Regions from separate parts of the Mus musculus genome. Here regions 2 and 3 are each linked to region 1. The links are chromatin contacts, called in public HiChIP or PLAC-seq maps. All regions are on one chromosome and are shown on one strand. The core of a region is the stretch at or near the end of the contact, and the rest is flanking DNA. Distances in the headings are between cores, read along the strand shown.

Evidence for each region. HiChIP or PLAC-seq counts read pairs in DNA pulled down with a chosen protein or histone mark.
Region 2: a contact with region 1 is called in an H3K4me3 HiChIP or PLAC-seq map of embryonic basal ganglia, with 4 times the contacts expected there. The contact joins two enhancer-like sites. A contact is called at or near these places in 2 of 484 Hi-C or Micro-C datasets (the CH12 cell line and bone marrow-derived macrophages), 4 of 115 datasets of contacts at active chromatin or transcription factors (bone marrow-derived macrophages, embryonic basal ganglia, embryonic stem cells and 1 more) and 3 of 9 other capture datasets (adipose tissue, liver and pancreatic islet).
Region 3: a contact with region 1 is called in an H3K4me3 HiChIP or PLAC-seq map of embryonic basal ganglia, with 4 times the contacts expected there. The contact joins two enhancer-like sites. A contact is called at or near these places in 2 of 15 datasets of contacts at CTCF or cohesin (large pre-B cells and pro-B cells), 4 of 484 Hi-C or Micro-C datasets (bone marrow-derived macrophages, nephron progenitors, pre-B cells and 1 more), 15 of 115 datasets of contacts at active chromatin or transcription factors (SST interneurons, double positive thymocytes, embryonic basal ganglia and 10 more) and 2 of 9 other capture datasets (adipose tissue and liver).

The regions. Positions count from the first base shown.
Region 1 is chr12:117,423,544-117,427,485 of GRCm38.p6, reverse strand. No RefSeq gene overlaps it. Among named protein-coding and RNA genes, the nearest start is that of Gm31482, 41 kb to the left of the region's middle. Within about 2 kb of position 2,030, at least 17 of the 459 cell types and tissues checked have an H3K27ac peak or open chromatin away from gene starts, as enhancers often do. A contact at or near this core is called in embryonic basal ganglia, where this site is marked.
Region 2 is chr12:117,734,905-117,738,846 of GRCm38.p6, reverse strand. The region is part of intron 20 of Rapgef5 (Rap guanine nucleotide exchange factor (GEF) 5); the gene reads right to left. Among named protein-coding and RNA genes, the nearest start is that of Cdca7l, 110 kb to the left of the region's middle. Within about 2 kb of position 1,781, at least 53 of the 459 cell types and tissues checked have an H3K27ac peak or open chromatin away from gene starts, as enhancers often do. A contact at or near this core is called in embryonic basal ganglia, where this site is marked.
Region 3 is chr12:117,687,241-117,691,182 of GRCm38.p6, reverse strand. Rapgef5 (Rap guanine nucleotide exchange factor (GEF) 5) reads right to left here. Exons shown (of 26, transcript NM_001373989.1): 10 at 2,501-2,619; 11 at 1,947-2,035. Among named protein-coding and RNA genes, the nearest start is that of Cdca7l, 150 kb to the left of the region's middle. Within about 2 kb of position 2,327, at least 135 of the 459 cell types and tissues checked have an H3K27ac peak or open chromatin away from gene starts, as enhancers often do. A contact at or near this core is called in embryonic basal ganglia, where this site is marked.

The DNA of each region.
Region 1 (3,942 bases), core at 781-3,280:
ATAAAATACAAAGGTTTAGAGAGAGAGAGAGAGAGAGAGAGAGAGAGAGAGAGAGAGAGAGAGAGAGAGAGAGAGAGTCATTGTGTAGCCCCCAGAGGCCCTAAAACTTGCTGTGTATCTATACCAAGCTGGCCTTGAATACGTGGCAATCCTCCTGCCCATGCCCCTTGACAATGACAACTTGGATTATAGGTGTGTGCCGTCATGTCTGGCCAATACATTTTCTTGTTCACTTTAAAGGAGGAATCTTTAGAAGAACCATGCTCCTTATTCAGAGCCTATATAGAAAGATGTATCTGGACCTGGGAGGCAGCACACTGGCAAATGCCATAGAGGGCTAGCTTGCTAATGGCAACTGGCCAGGGAGACCACCTTCTTTCTTGGCTCTGATAGTTCCACAACACTGAATGCCCAGCTATGGGGAAGTTTATACCTCTGCCCTGGATTTCAAGGACTTATTTACTATCCAACATAGGTGTTAATATGGGCACTGGTAGCCTTGAAGGAGGTAGCCTTGAAGGAGGTCATGTCAGTTTCCAGTTCAGTTTCATTGTGTTCTGTTGTGGGAGTGCTGGTGATTGAAGCTAGGGCCTCACACGTGTATGGCAAGTACCAGCCTTATCCCTCACTCTCAGAGCTACAGGTCCCCCTCCCTGTCCCCCACCCCCTCCCCCGCCCCCAGCAGTCTTGAGATGAGGATGCTCTGTGCTCTGATTCCCAGTACCTAAGTGAATTCTCAGGGACAGCACTCCTCTAGCTTTTAACTGGTCTTGCCAGCTCTGTGTCTTTGTTCATTATTCTGAAGGTTCAGCCCTCATGCTCTGCTCCCCACTGTGAGAGCAGCAGGATCTGCTACAGGCTCTCCTGCAGGCTCCTCGATAGCCTATCTGCTGTAGGCTCTCTGATGCCAGCTCTGATGCAGGAGTAGTCTATTTTTCTTTTCTTTTTCTTTTTTGTTTTGTTTTTTTTTTTTGTTTGTTTTTTTGTTTTTTTGAGAAAGGGTTTCTCTGTGTAGTCCTGGAACTCACTCTGTAGACCAGGCTGACCTCGAACTCAGAAATATGCCTGCCTCTGCCTCCTGAGTGCTGGGATTAAAGGCGTGTGCCACCACACCCGGCATATTTTTCTTGTTAGGACAATCGGTTATTGTGAGAGCGCATATTCTCAAACTGGAAGACCCTTTCTTGCAATAGTGAGTTAAATCCTGTCTTAAGTGTTGGGATCTTAATCTTCTCGGCTGTTAAATGGGGTTATAATCACCTGCTCCTGGGGCTACAGAAGCATTCACTAAATGAAATGATCTGAGTACAGTGTTGGACCGTACCAGATGCATGTTAAACATTAGGTACCAGTTACCGTGACTGTGCTGCGTTGGTGGCCGAAGCGAACTACGAGCTAAGTGGTTGCCTTCCTCACAATGGTAACCTGTTTGGAACCATTTACATCTGCTACCATTACTTTATAAATGACATTTCTAAGTGTCATTTATTAATGGCTTAAAGGAGAAATGAGTGAGTCTAGGATTTCTTTCACTCCGCCTGGATTTTCTCCTGGAGCAGAGAATTCATGAGGGTTTGCTTATGATCTTTCTCCTTTCTCTTTAATTCAGTGGATGATGGTGTTCATTACCCACTTGAGGTAGCATTAGAATAAATTAATATTAAAATATTTAAATGTAGAGCACTGCATTAGAAGCGCTATTAGGAAGATTTATCACCTGCAGTGAGAACTCAGTGCTCCATTAGCTCCAGAACCTCCCCAGGAAGTTTGGAGACCCCAGTTCAGATCATTACCTCAGTCCCGCTTCCCCTTTCTGTCCCCAGACTGCTGTCTGGACATCTGTTCTTGGGCTTACTGAGGGTCTGCTCTGCTAACTCATGTGTCAGATCAGACACCTGCGTTCAGCTGTGTGCTCTTTGGTATTATTAGCCGGTGAGCCGTGTCAATGAGCCGTTCAGGTACTACGGCCTGAGCTGAACTGTGCCCTCTTCTAAACTCACACGGTAGTGTCCTAACTCCCAGTACCACAGAGGCTGCTGTGTTTGAAGATAAGGACCTAGGCAGTGGCAGCTATGTTAAAAATTAACCCATTGTAGTGGACTCTAATCCAATTTTATAAGTATGACTGGCATACTTATAAGAAGCAGAAATTGAAGTACAGAGATAAGAGTGTGTGAGCAGATGAGTGTCAAAGAGGCAGCAAGATGGCAGCCTTCTGCAAACTGGCCACAGACCCTTCCCACGGGGCTTTTGGAGGAAACCAACCCTACCTATACCCTGATCTTGGACTTCCTAAAGTAATCTGTTATTCTGAAACAAATCCTAGTTTGGCATTTGTTGCAGCCACTTTAGCAAATGGATACTGTTAGCAAAGCAGAGACATCAAAAACCTCGGTTACTGGAAACACATGATGTATTCCAGAAGCAAAACAACTGTGAGCTATGTTTCCAACTGAGGGCAGAGCCATGGAGGGATTGGAAGTACACACTCGGGACATACACAGCCTGACCCAGACCCTGCACTTGCTGGCAATGAGATCCTGAGCAACTTGCCGTGGTGTCCTGAGCAAGAACATGCTGGAACAGCACCTCCCTCACAGAGCAGCTGCAAGAACCATAAACTCTAAGGTGAATGCAGGGGAAGTTTGTATTCCTGGGACATGGTAAAATGTGGTGGGAGAAGCTGCGGTTACCTGAGCTCTGAAAAGGACTAGAGAGGGGATATAATTACAGGTTCTTCCAATCAATTAAGCTCTTGCCAGCATTCCAGAAGACTCCTGATTTTATGAGATATTTTCCTTTAGTTCAGACTTGCCCCATGCCCATTTTATCCAACGTGGTCATGATCCATTCTTAAGTAGGAAGCTCCAAGGAACTCAACAGTTCTTGGGAAACTATCAAGGAATCTACTGGGTTGGGGGTAGACAGGATTTGTATGTCTAACTATAAAAGGTATGCGTGTGGCATTTATCATATGTTGAGTGATGGACCTCATTCCCATTTGTAAAACTGGGATAAAGTATACACACAGATCAGATGGACATAGACACATGAACACATTCATCTTCAGTATGAACGTTCGTTAAGACAGTACTTTAGGGGCTGGTGAGGTGGCTCAGTGGGTAAGAGCACCCGACTGCTCTTCCGAAGGTCTGAAGTTCAAATCCCAGCAACCACATGGTGGCTCACAACCATCTGTAACAAGATCTGACTCCCTCTTCTGGAGTGTCTGAAGACAGCTACAGTGTACTTACATATAATAAATAAATCTTTAAAAAAAAAAAAGACAGTACTTTAGCAAGATATATAATCACTGCTCACCACAGAAACTTTGAATCCTTTCTACAGCTTTTTCATGATTATTCAGAAATTCTTTTGATGATCAACTCTGATCTTGGAGTGAAGCTGAGACCTGAAAACACATAAGGCTAGAGCATCAGAGAAACAAAAGTTCTTCTATTAAAAATCCTCACTTAGGTTTGGAGAGATGGCTCAGCGGTTAGGAGCACTGACTGCTCTTCCAGAGGCCCTGAGTTCAATTCCCAGCAAACACATGGTGGCTCACAACCATCTCTAATGAGATCTGATACCTTCTTCTGGTGTGTCTGAAGACAGCTACAGTGTACTCATATACATTATATATATATATATATATATATATATATATATATATATATATATATTTTTTTTTTTAATCCTCACTTCACAATCCGGACCTGTGCGTAGTGGAGAGTATCTGTTAGTTATCAGAAGTTTAAACTTAACCTGAGTATCCAGCTTTCTTTTATTTCCTAAATTAAAATTTTAGGAAACAAAACATTTATAGCATAACCATGCCCCAAGTATTATGTGAAATATGTTTACAATAAAATTTTGCTAACATGAAAATTAAAATTTAATCCCTTATCCTGTTGGGGATTGGTTCTAATGCTTTGATTTAAT
Region 2 (3,942 bases), core at 532-3,031, 310 kb before region 1:
GTAAGAAAATAAAATGGACTTTTGTAATCTCTGCACTAGGGGTGGAGACGGTAGAGTCAGAAGTTCAAGAAGGATACCTTTCACTACTAGAAGCCTGAAGGCCAGCCTAGAGATAAATGAGACCTTGTCTCTTAAATAAAAGGGAGATGTTTCATAGTTTTTTAAATTAGTTTTTCTGGTTGTATCCTTTGCTGGTCTCAATTCTTCCCTGTTACATAAATGCTGCAACAGATATCCTTGTTATGAAACTTTTCATTTATTTGTGATTTTTCTCATTAGGCTTCCAGCTATTACACGATGGTACAAAAGCTATCAACATGAAAAGTGTTTTTGCTTTTGTTTGTTTAGTTTTGTTTGTTTTGAGACAGATCTTCATTATGCAGCCCAGACTGCATGGAACCTGTTATACAGTTCAGACTGCCCTCATCTTCCCAGTGCTGGGAAGCTGTTACCACCGTGTCTGCCGGCTAAAGCAGATATATGCTGTCTTCCAAAACTGTGCCATATTAGTGGCACTAAAACGAATAACAATCTGCAGCTCAGAATTAGGGAAATGGCTTCAGCTATGTTCTGGCAGGTCCTGTCTATCTTGTGAACCAGACACTGCTCTAGTCCAGTTGTACCTGGGCTTCTAAAAGTTCTCTCCCCACGAAGAGAGGATCTGGAGAGACACTGTTGCCTCCACACCTAGAGCAGTAGGGATCTGGGGACATGTGTCCAGCAGGCACATCACTACTAGGTCTCCTCTGCTATGGCTGGTGCCCAGGTCCAGTTTCAGTTTCCTGTCTAGGACAGAATTTGAGACCCTACTGCCAACCTCCTTGGTACTGACTCCACCCGCTTCCAGCATTCTACAGGGTAGACAGCTCACACAGCCAGACAAGGCTTTACTTAGCTCCATCTCTCGACATAATGTTTTGAAACACTAGCTCCTCTGCTAGGGCTCCAGTCAGTGAGAATGTCCGAGAGTATCCACGGTGGAGGCCACCTCCTAGATCCCGGTGGATCCACGGTGGATGACACCTGTGTGTATCCATGGTGAAGGACACCTCCTCCCCCCTCCCCACACTAAGTCCTCCCATCTCCTCCCCCCACCCCGAGTCCTCCCATTCCAAGAAGGTCCTATAGGTTATTATCACCATCAGCAAGGAAGCTGATTATGGCCAGACTACATATCTACTCGTTTTTATTTTAATGTGTATAGCCAGTTGCTAATGCAAAGCAAACCATGCACAGAGCAGGTACGTGCTGAAGCTGAGAATAAAAAAAATTTCCACAAATGGTTATTGTTTTCCCTGATTAGAAGCCCTTTCACTTAGCACCGTTTATTGAGATGATTTCCATCTTTCATCTGTCAGTCACCTCCTCACTTCTTCTGGTCCACATAGCTTTACTTTAGCCATAAAATTAGCACATGCACACACCCCATCTGAACTTGTTTTTAAAAAGAAATAAATTAATATAGACGCAATTTTTGAATAAGACAAATTGATTCTGAGCAGAAACTAGAAGCCAATCAGCCTGGAATCCTGTTACCCTGGGTCATTCATTCTGAGATAAGAGCAGGCTGTCTGACACTAAGCATTCCAGTCCAGCAACCATTCCTTTGTCTGTGTGAGGAAATAAAAATCTACCCAGTCCACAGAGGTGGGGGCTGGGGATGCTGAGAGGGGGGTACATGAATATGCAAATAAGGAATCATGAATATGCAAACGAGGTGCCTTAGGCAAGGGAAGACACTTGGTGATTGTGGAAATGACTGTTTTCCCTTGGCTCTTCCTACAGTATGATTACAGGGAATTTAACTTTATGTTTCAGTTGGCGTTCTGTTCCATGGGCTAGGGTAGGGACCAGAACCATAAATAATTCAGGAGCATGGGGCTAGGAGAAGACATGAGTATGTTTCCTATCCTCAGGATAGATCCAATCTTCAACTCTGGGAAGGATCTGGGTGGTTTCTCTTTTCTCATTGGAACACCGGTTTCCCGTTTCTCCACCTAACTCCTGTTGTGAGAAACCTTTTAACTATATAAGCCAACTTAAGGAATCTCAGAGACTGTTTTAAAACACTCTGGCTGAGTCAACAAACAAGCAAGCAGATAACACAAACTACAACCACAAAAAAACCCAACTCAGCACAAAAGGGGCTGCTCCAGATGTAGACCTATCACCTGCTCCTCCATGGAGGAGCAAAGCTCAGACAAGAGCTTCCCTAACCTCTTGCTTCTACAGCCTAACGGACAGCCTGAGCCTATCAGTCTCTTGGCCACCTCTCAGTTGCCTTTGCCTGTGAGTTCTCCCTCCACACGATGTTCATAGCCTCAGAGGCTGCCTGTCCTGTTGCAGCCTATCTTCAGGGCATCCTCCATGGAAAGAATGTTTACCCAGAACTCAGGAGGCGGCAAATGCTGTCCCTTTCACCAGGGTTTCCTCTCTTCACTCTCACACCCCTGAGATTCAGCGTGCCCTCTTTAAAACCCAGACAGACGCAGATCCCAAACCAGGTACTTCCTCATTCTGCTCTACAGAGCAGCATGGTGAACTGCTGGCTCTGGAGTTGGGGTTTGGTCTATCTGCCCTAGACCCAAGCTATTTGTTTAAGTTTCCTCCAAGTCTCTCTTCTGTGTCAGGTTGGCCACCTGACTCTGTAACAGAAAAAAGGAGAACAGAACAGAACAGCCCCCAAAAGACATTTGGCACTTTAGAACAACTAGGAAGTAAGTAAACTTTCTACAGAGGTCACAGAGGGCAAAGTGCTCAACTCTCTGAATTCCCCCCTTTTTTTTTCCGGTTTTGTTTAAAGCTTTTGTTGAAAATAACTTTCTATATTTTAGAATTTATGAGTTCATTGAGTGTGACTTTAAAAGTCTATGTATAAAGTTAATTTGTCATACCATACTTGGATTCAATACCTGTTTAGGAAAAGGGTGTATGCCTGATAGGCTCACCATGTGGCTTGCTGCCATCATGGCAGTCACCATCTTTACCAAAGATAGAGAAAGAGTGTACTGTGTGACCTCACATTAGTAACATTATATAATTAAGCTATACAAGTTAATGGCAAGTCATCATACGCACAAATATAATTTATTTAGGGGGAGAGATCAATTTATGTCTCTTATAGCTTTCTCTATATGTTACAGTTAAGTTTATTTAATATAGATTAATATTAAAAATCAGGTATACTAAAGTTGTTTATAAAAATTGAATGTTTTAGTAAAATGGGTTAAACTTTAAAACACACTTGCATAGCAGGAAACTACCAGACTCAAGCAGTTGCCTTGGATTAAGCACAAGTTCCCTTGGATGGAGGACCATCAGCATATAACAACGATGCATGGGAAATAAGACCTGCCACAAGTCTACTGCTTCTGCCTCCCGCTGCACAGGCCTGACCAGCTCTGATTACATAGGCCTGATAAAATCCAAGATATACACTGAACCAAGATATAAAATCTCTTCCTTATTTAAAGATGAATCCTGTCTCACATATCAAGGGAGATAGATTCCCTTGCCCAGTGGAGGATCTCAGAGTCTGTATCCACAGCCTAAATGTCAATACAACAGAGAGTTGAGTAGTTACTCTGTCCCCAATGTCTCTTGTACTATAATATGAGGATGCTGTAAACAGAGGAACTTTGATCATAAGCCTACCACTGGACTATTATGGGACTTCCATTCTAGCTCAACTGGTCATGCTCTTTACCCTGGCTTTCTGTTCTTTTTCTTAGCAAAAGCTGATTTCAGGGTCTATACACTAACTACCCATGCTCCCTCATTAAAGAAAGATATCAGATACTCTGCCATCAAAGTCAAAAGCTTTGGAAAGTTATTCAAAATATCTAAGCAGTATTTTTGACAGTTGGTTTTATACCTGTAGAGCCAACAAATTATTCTTTTAAGTAATATCCTAAGACCTCAGAGGAGATGACTTAGCAGAAG
Region 3 (3,942 bases), core at 1,078-3,577, 260 kb before region 1:
TTAATGTTTTCATAAAATTCTCCTCCGATGAGAGGAAAGGTTATTATTGTATATATTTTTTTCAAATGTCTTTACAAAACTCTGAAGAAATATATGTGTCCATGAGCCCTTCATTGAAACTCTGAATAAAGATCAGGACCTCAGATGAGGTTATCCCAGACGGGTTCATGAACCACTTACATTGGGGCCAGACAGTCTATCCAATGAGTCCCGGTCCTTTGTGCTTTTGGTGTGTTTGACTGAAGTGGCATATTTGACCCTCTGGTCAGTATTAGTGAGAAGAAAGCAGAAATAAAATTCAGTACAGAACATGAATGTCCCCCTGCAAACAGGAGGCAACTCCCTGGCCTTATAGACATGAAGGTGACAGGTTGTTTCCAGTGTCAAATAATGAGTCTTTTAGTGAGTCACTGGGATGCAAGGGTGTCTGAACAGTGAGGCACTCCTAGCTTGGTGGAGTCACTGGGTTTGATCTCCAGAAGCACAAGAGATTTAAAGAAAGGAAGATACTGAGTAAATTTAGAAAGAAAAGCAAACAACTTACTATTAAATAATTTCTTTGCTTAGGATGTTAAAAAACAAATCGTTCCACCCCTCCACCACTCCCCTATGCCTAAGGAGTCCTGCTCTTTTTATGTCATGGAAATTATACTCCCAACAACCTATGGGGAACCCATCTTATGATTCCATCTGTAGGCAGAACATTGGAGCATTGCTCAAAGGCACAAAGTGTGAATTTGCAGATATACAAAATAACCAAGTGGATGCCACAATGATACTTTTATTTTACTGAGAATAGCTTACTTTGTGTGTGTAAGCGATGACTGATTCTTTCCCAATTGTATGCAAGATAAAGTATTTGGACTTTTAAACTAAACAACGATATTATAAGACTCATGGTTGGATCATGAGGCTTTTTTCTCTTTTTAACCTATTCACATATTTCATACATCATTGCTTCCTTTACTGTCCTCTGTAAAGCAGTACAGAGCCAAACATCACTCAGAGTCAGGGGAAACTTAGTCCTGAGCTGGCATTTCAGTCTCCCCTGTGTGGTAAAATCCAAGCAGTTGCCTTGCACTAATGCAACCTACAGCTGCCTTTGCTGGATGCAAGCAACACTGCACAATGTGGGGGTCACAGGTGCTGTGTGCAGACTCAAAAAGTATATGGCAGTCACCAAGTGGCAAACTTCAGGCTACTTTCTGAAGTCTGTTCACACGGGGATAACTGCTCTAGGCTGAAACAGATGGCAAATGCTGGTTACTAGAAGCAAGCACTCTATGAGAAAAGAAATGACCAGTAAGTCAATGGTACAGAGAGTAACAGTGTTTCCAAAAGTGCAGGAAGCTGAAAGTCAGATGGTGAGACATCTGGACAACAAGGCTTTGATCTCTGGTCAGAGAAGCTGTATCATATGAGGTGCTCCAATCCTTATGCTGGGCAAGCAGTTTATAAGCACTAGGAAAGGGGCAGAAGTTGCTGTTGCCAATGAGGGTTTGCAAATTGTTTGCATTTGGGCAGGGAAGCCACTCTCAGGACTCAACCAGCATTTCCTACAGACCAGGTGAAAGCCCCTTCATGGCCCCCTCCCCTTGAGCTGCTTTTCATAGCACAGGAGCTATTGAATACTGGCTTCTTGCCAAGTGGCTTTAAGGCGAGATTTGACGAAAATTACCAAGTACACACATCTACCCTCACCTCATTTTCCTTCTTCAGCGACTTCCCAGGCAGCTGTTCAAGAACTACATGTGTCCATTTACTGGATTGAAACAAGCAGCACAAGCATAAGGGGAGCCACACAAAGCATATGCTTTCCCAGCCCATCCTGATTTCCAAAACAGTGGGAGCTTAGCTCCTGGGGATACTGACAGGGCATCAGCTGCTTCTGCTTTGGAGGCAGGAGACCCCCTTCCCAGCCCCCAACCTCCCACACCCCGGCTTACCTGTTTCTTTGTGCTGAACCTCTGCCAGGTGCAAGTCATTCAAAAGGTGCTCCAAGATCTTCTCCGGGGTACCAGACACCACCACATATCTGTCAGAGAGCAGAGAGTCCACCGAGTCATCCTCCGTGGAAGACTGTGAGCGGCTGCTCCATTCATCGTCCTCATCTTCTTCGTCGATGTATTTGAAATAAGGCACATCGAAGGTAGGCAAGGGCAGCTGGCGCTCTGAGAGCGCCGCGGAATCTTTCCTCTCTAGAGGGGGGTCAAAGACCCGCAAGCGGGAGCTGCCCATTGTGAACAGTGCCTAACAAAGGCATCCCCTAAAGGCTATAAGATCTTGCCATCCTTGTCCTTTCACTGGGAACTGAGTCCATCTGGCTGCTAAGAGCTCTGCAGTCAGCTAGAACGCCGCCGGAGAGGCGGAGAGAAAAGAGGGAGGAGGAGGGAGGGTAGGGCAGGCGGCAGAGCGAGCGAGTGAGTGAGAGGGAGCTGGGAAGGGAAGCAGCCAGGGAAGGAAACCTGAGCGAGCGTGCTTGGGCTGCGGGGACTCTCACCTCGCGTCGTTCTCCGCACTCCCTGAGGTGGGGGCTGGGCCACAGCTTGCTACTTTCTTCAGCACCAGCACACTCTGGCCTTGCTCTTTAACCTGAACCATCGTCACTTCATCATCTTGCTTTAATTGTAGATCAGAGTGATGGATGAGAGAAGAAAAGGGGAAGAGAAAATTAAAAAGAAGCCAACTAGCCTCACCTCATTTCTTTAAAGACCTGGAATAAATTAGGAGTGTGGTCAGGCATCTAATAGTACAGAATCTAGGCTCAAGGTCTCTGGAAACACACACACAAAGCCTTAAAGACATAGGATGCTAAAGCAACCTGTGAGTGGGGGAGCAGGAATTAGGATTTGAAGGTTTTTTTTTTTTTTTTTTTTTTTGCTTTTTGCTTTTTTTGTTTGTTTGTTTTCAAGACAGGGTTTTGGAACTCACTCTGTAGACCAGACTGGCCTCGAACTCAGAAATCCGCCTGCCTCTGCCTCCCAAGTGCTGGGATTAAAGGCCCATGTCCGGCGGATTTGAAGATTCTATTTTTAAACCTACCTCCAGGAGTAATTGGATTTAGAGAATAGAACGTTTAAAGTTTCAAAATGTACAGCATACTAGCTGCATTTGTACTACTGTCCTTACCTGGATTGAAAACTACAGCATACCTACTATTAAATACTAAGATAAGGAGTAAAGACTTGCTTTAAACCAGGGGCAAAGGGCTATCCACTGGATCATTCAGGTCAAGCCTCCTCCACCTCCTTCCAATTGTGTTGTCCGCCCCCACCCCCCATGCCTGCACTTCATCTGGACTTTCAAATTCATCAGGTACTTGTTTTACCAGAATACAAGCAAAAATGGATCTCTAGTTAGAATCTCATCCCAGCTGAAGTTCTGACGTCATGGGCCACTGCACTGACTTTCTTCATCTCTGTCCCTTTTAAAAGAGTCTAGGAGCTTAACTATCATTCATTTCTGCACACACAGCTTCCATAGAGCAGAGCCAATGTGTCTGTCTGACCTGGCTCAGTCAGGGGACAGTCCCTGCTGACCCAGCAGTACAGACCCAAGTCTAAGCCATGGGTACAAACTTTCACAGCATTTGCTATAAAACTCTCCCAATGTGTAGCACCCAGTCATAGGAAGACAGCCAGAGTCAGTAAAAGAACATTAAAAGGCAAATAAGAAAGGCTATCTTCTATGTTGCTGATGACTTGGGAAAAAAACAAAACAAAACCCAAGGTTAGAGTAAGAAAAGTTGACAGCTTCCTCTGAAAGATGTCAACTCTTTGCAAAGGAGCTCTGTGCTAGCTAGCACCGTTCTGCTGACAAGATCCTACCTATAACTAGGTGCAGACACAGAGAAGGATACCCTGCTCTCTTTCCTGTGTGGATAAAAGGAGCCTTATCGTGTGCTGTGCTGTGTAATTGCTTCTATAGGCCCATCACTGATCA